2 separate regions of the Ovis aries genome follow, and region 2 is linked to region 1. Evidence: chromatin contacts called from public Hi-C data. All regions are on one chromosome and are shown on one strand. The core of a region is the stretch at or near the end of the contact, and the rest is flanking DNA. Distances in the headings are between cores, read along the strand shown.

The links. Hi-C and Micro-C count contacts between places; a contact is called where the count stands out from the background.
Region 2: a Hi-C map of tail adipose tissue shows a contact between it and region 1, with 4 times the contacts expected there. The contact joins the promoter of GATA6 here to the enhancer-like site in region 1. A contact is called at or near these places in 3 of 16 Hi-C or Micro-C datasets (hypothalamus, muscle and tail adipose tissue).

The regions. Positions count from the first base shown.
Region 1 is chr23:34,199,486-34,202,185 of ARS-UI_Ramb_v3.0, forward strand. The region is part of intron 1 of LOC132658518 (a long non-coding RNA gene); the gene reads left to right. Among named protein-coding and RNA genes, the nearest start is that of RBBP8, 180 kb to the left of the region's middle. Within about 2 kb of position 1,331, at least 5 of the 54 cell types and tissues checked have an H3K27ac peak or open chromatin away from gene starts, as enhancers often do. A contact at or near this core is called in tail adipose tissue, where this site is marked.
Region 2 is chr23:34,643,137-34,645,836 of ARS-UI_Ramb_v3.0, forward strand. GATA6 (GATA binding protein 6) reads right to left here and starts at 1,290. Exons shown (of 7, transcript XM_042239509.1): 1 at 510-1,290. LOC121817754 (a long non-coding RNA gene) reads left to right here and starts at 1,013. Exons shown (of 6, transcript XR_009598203.1): 1 at 1,013-1,470; 2 at 2,684-2,700. LOC132658498 (a long non-coding RNA gene) reads right to left here. Exons shown (of 3, transcript XR_009598202.1): 2 at 2,382-2,603; 3 at 2,163-2,277.

The DNA.
Region 1 (2,700 bases), core at 81-2,580:
TGACAGTCAGGTGAGGGCACACTTCAAATATGCTTACAGTTTGCCTAAGGTGTCTGTGTGTGGAACTTTCATAAATTTAATGCTCAGGAAAACACCTGGTCCACAACCCTGGGGAGGGAGTCTCACGTTAGTGCCCTCAGTGATGTCAGTTGATTGGGTTTTGCCCTTGCCTGGACTCAGTGGTGATTTGTGACCTACTAAATCCTATGTGTAGACAGTTCTGGCAAACCTAAATTCACTAAAGGAAGAATTCTCATTCCTATAAAGGCCTGCTAATGATGGCTTAATGGACACAGCACTAGCAGGAGGCCAGAAGTCTTTATGATGCTTGGACTATGGTACTAGGAGCTCAGAACTTTGAGGGCCGTGTGGAGCTCCCCGTATTTCACTTCAGCAAGAGGTGGTTACCTACGTTTTGTCTGTAAGGTCCTTTGTCAACATTAGGTTGTGGTGTGGAGAAGTCCATACGCTTGGAACCGTGTATTGTTCAACTCAACAGACACCTAATGGATTGAGTAGAGGCTGAACAGAAGAGCTTCCAGGTGTCTCTTCCTCTCCAAATGACTTTTTCTGTCCTTCAAACTGGATACTTGAGTTGACATCATGCCCAGGTTTAACTGTTAGCCATATATTTTCTAGATAAGTGACATTAGCTCCCCTTTTGGATTTCAAAGACAGAAAAGGATCTTGAATTCAGGATGAGGCCTTGAGGACCTTCTTAAGCAGTGTTGACAGGTCTCCAGATGAGTTAAGGTTATTCCTGATATTAGGGACCGAGCAGTCTAGCCTTACAAGTGTGTGCACACACTACCAAATCTTATGAGGCCTTTTGGTAACGATATGTTTTGTTATTTTTTAAGATGTCTTCTTGGGTGGCCAGAATATTAGCCATCAGCCTGGGCCTGTATAATTACAAACTCCAAGGCTTTCATATTAAAACAGAAATCAAAGTCAAAACAGGATCTATTTCCTATAGCCCCATTCCCTTCCTCAGTTTCCTGCTTATCTATTTCCTTCGCACTCACAGTCACTCGTGCTACTTGAATCATAAAGACCAATGAGATCTGAAGGCCAGTGAGATCTGTGCCCACCTATACTCTGTATTTTGGCGCAAGCGGTTCCAGGAGCTTATGTTAGATTTGGATCTCCTTACGATTAGGCCACTGTCTCTGGGTCTGCAAGGCTCTTTACAGGATTTGCGGGGGGAAAAAGGAATGAGGATGCTATGAAGATTATTCAGCTCCCTTCACCACTCACATGCAAGTCCCCACCTAATTACCAAATGATTTGCAAGTGAGCTATGAAGAGACCTGCCCTGTTAGAAGTTTGAAAGTATGTATAAGGATATTTTGCAAGAGCAGCAGAACAGAAACAAGTTCAAAAGGACAGAGGAAACACGCTCCAAATCTGTGGCAAACAAGATTTTGCTGAAATTTACAGGATTCCTTGGATATGTCTTTGATTCATGCACTGATTTCCCAACACTTTGAAACTATTTCAAGTTCCTTTTTAAAGAAACAAAAACTTTTTTTCTGGAATAAAAAGTAAATTATTCTACTTTTATAGACAAACTGAAAAATGGCTATTGCTTAAGTTTGTTTTCTTAAGTCGAGTGCTTCTTTTTTCTTTTAGTTGGGCGGGGGGGATGGTTAAAAGAAACTACATCTTTTTCTTTCTCTGCCACCTCCCACCCCCTTCTATTTTAACTAAAAATGGAAAACATACTTTGTGATTTAGCCAAAGGAAGTTAAGGACGAGTCTTTGGGGAGAGGAAGCAGTGCAACCGGTTATCATGTTAATCTTCCATCATAGAGGTTGGGCTAGGAGCCAGATTTGCTGCTTATAGCAAATGAACAGAATGGGAATGGTTAAAAAAAATCCCCCCAATTCTTAGATCTGTCCCTATAGGCCAGCTTAATATGTTTTCTAGCATCATCCTCCTTCACACATACTAAATACCTAAAGCAACTGAAGATGAAAGTCAGATTATTAGATACGATAATCCTCCTCCTTTTCTCTCCTTCAGTAACTGTCTCTGTGTTGGGAGAAACACACTGACTGAAACCGCTCACCCTGGCCAGGCATCATAGTAACCATTTGCGTGAGTTATTTTACGACAGGAGGTCCTAGTAAGGAACACAGAACTAACAAGCCACCACCAGCTGGAAGAGTTCAGGAAAGGTCAAAAGGAGATGCCGCGAGTCCTACCACCTCCCAGAATCCTTCTTGCTGGCATCCATCTCAGCTGAGCAATGTGTGTGCCACCAGGAAGGACCCTGAGTCAAATGATTGGCCAGAGAAAACTTGGAAACTAATCCCATCACCATAAAACCTGAGACTGCGAGCCACATGGCAAAGCAGTCCTCCTGGGGTCCCTTACCCTCCTCCTTTCTACCAGAGCAAGTTAAAGTCTCTCATTTGTGTCCGACTCTTTGAGATCCCATGGACTCTGCAGTCCGTGGAATTCTCCAGGCCAGAATACTGTGAGTAGCCCTTCCCTTTTCCAGGGGATCTTCCAAACCCAGGGATCAAACCCAGGTCTGCTGCATTGCAGGAGATTCTTTACGAGCTGAGCCTCAAAGGAAGCCCCTTCCCAGTCAAGTCTCTTGCTTTGTCAGCATGCGTCTCCTTGGACAATTAATTTCCGAGTGTTAGACAAGAGGTTGTTTTGGGGCCCTGGAAGGGGCTCCCCTTCTGGTA
Region 2 (2,700 bases), core at 40-2,539, 440 kb after region 1:
TCACCCGCAAGGCGTGGATCCCCTCTAGCTCCCTTCCCACCCCCGACGCAGCATCCTTCATCCGCGCGCGCCAGATCCCAGGGGTGACTGGGAGACTGGCCGAGGTTTTCCTTCCGCCCCAAAGTGGCTCCCTGCCGGCCAATGGCACACAAAGGAACTTTTTAAGGAGCCATGCGAGTCTGTGCTGCCTTATCCTGCCTCCGTACCGCGGTCGCTCGCCCAAAATGCCTCGGGGTGAGGGCTGCCCGCGTGAAAATCATTAGCGTAGGGAAGGCAACCTGTCCCCCGAAAACGAAACCGCCGCGTTCTCCCACTCGGGCTTTCCCAGAGCTTCCTGGACTGCGCTGACGAGACCGAACGCGAGCCCCGGAGTGAAATACAACCGAGCCTTGGGAAGGTGGGGCGCCAGGGTGGAGACCGGAGTCTCAGACCTTCGGGACACACAGCTGTGCGGGATGTCCGCGGGGCCGGAATCTCCTGCCCACCCCCGCGTCCCCGGCGCCACGCACCTTAGGTACCGCTCGCCTATGCAGCCGCCAGCGCGTGCGCTCACGCCGGCTGGCCCACGCCAGCCAGGCCACCCCGGCCCACCCCGCGGTCATCCCCAGCCACGGAAAAGCCAGACCGTTCTAGAATCGGACGTCGCGGGGTGGAGCGGAGTGCAGAGAAAAGGAGGGGAAAATGCAAGGGGGTGGGGTAGGGTGGGGGGCCGTGAGACCGCCCCGGAGCCGAGGCCACCCCAAAGGGGAGAGCAGGAAGAATGACAGAGAGACTGGGAGGGGGTGGAGGAGGGAGGTGAACGCAGCCGGACTGGCCTTCTCGGGGCCGCTTCCTCAAGTCGCTTCGGCTCATCGGAGATAACCATACTAAAATTAATACCCACACACAGACCCGGGGTAGATAGCAAGAAAGAATTCTCTGCCTGCCTGACTGCCGGCTCCCGCCCCTTTGCGCCAAGATAACTCTGAGATAAGGCTGAGCGCAGATAAGCGCTTCGGGCAGAGGAAAAGACACCATAAGTTGGTCCGCGGTGTCCCGGGAACCTGGGAGCCTGCCGGGAATGGAGAAGGTAGACACCCCCGGAGCCGATCTCGGCCCGCAGAGGGCCGGAGAGCCGAGGCCAAGGGGCCTGCGACTAGGGAGGGGAGGTGCAGAGGAGGAAAGAGGGGAGCTGGGGCAAGAAAGGAAGCAGCCGAACCTCGGGTGGGCGCTGCGCATGGAGAACAGCCGTGGCGGAGGGTGCTCCCGAGCGCGGAGAGGCCGAGGGCGCCGGCAGGCGAGCGCGAGTCCGGGGTCTGCGCGGTGCTGCTGGTGAATAAAAAGGAGAGAGGAGGCGCCTCTTACTGCTCTGCCGGAAAACTGCAGCCTGCGCTCCTGATTGGACTCACCGAGCCCTAAACAAACAGCGCTCGCCGAAGGGTGCCAGGCTGTGGGTCGGAACTGCGTTCTGCGAGCAGCTGGGCGCTGGAGGTGAAGAGGAGGAGGAGGAGGGAGCGAGGGGAGGAGAGAAAAGAGGGTGGGGAGGGGACGCCGAGCGGCGGGGGGAGGGGAGCGCGCCGCCCCGGCAGACAATGAGCCCCGCGCAGCCTGCGGGTGTGGGCTGAGCCGCGAGCGCCGTGCTGGGAGCAGGAGGCCAGTCCATCCAGGGGGCGCCGATCCCGGGGACGCCGGGGGAGGGGCGGAGGTGGCAGAACGCCTGATCTGGCTGGCGACCCACACCCATTCCTCCGCCCTCCGTTACACGCGCGCTCAAGGGGGCGGGTTGGGGGGAGGGGAGGACGACGGCGCGGGAGGAGTTGACTATGCCCAACCCCGCGCAGCCACCGCAGCCGGAGCGACGCGCCAGCTCTGGAGTCAACGCTCCCTCCTAATAAGGGGGAGACCATGCTTTCCTCCGCCGGCCTTCCCCTCTCCTCTCGACCCAGTAAATGAGCTTTTTTGCTCCACAGTTGTGTGTGACCGACTTTAAACTCTCCCGATCTCTTCTCGAGGTCTTGGTGGCCGTCGGGGGTCTCGTCTCCTGGGATCTAAGAAAGAAAAAACTCGAATGTCCAACTCCCTATCTCTGTCCTACTAAATGTGCTAAATTCCTGGGAAGTTTCGGGAGGTTCCCATCTGCACTCCCCAGCTAACCTGAAACTTTTAATTCGGGGTCACGGTGCACGGAAAGGTTAGTCCCTGAAGTGCGCAGAGTGGAAAGGGGTTTCCACGCCAGTCGCTCCCGGAGGTGCTCTCCCAGTTTGGGTGTCCCGTTTGCTCTGAACTTTCCCTGGAGAACTTCAGGTAAGTCTCAGATAAGTCGTGGGCAAGAGGAGGGGGTCACCTTCCCGGGTCCCAGCGAGAAATACCTCTTCCCCACGCCCCCGCCTTCACATACACACCCCTTCTTCGCTCGCTCCAAATGGTTATCACAACTGTGTACAAACTGATACGGTCCTTGGCCGGCAGAGGGGCTGGAAATGAACGTCGCGGGGTTATCAGCGCCGATCTGTCAGCAGGGCGTCGCGGGGCCGCAGGTTCGTCCTCGGCAGGAGCCGTGATGTATGTCTCGCTCCCTTTCACGCGCAAAAAGGATTTTTTCCAACAGATGTGACCTCAGGAGGCTGTCGAGAGAGAGAGTTTTAACTAGGGCAAGAGGAGTTGTTTTGTGGGAATGGATTTTTACAATTTTTTTTTTTTTTAGGTAAATCGAAGTAAATG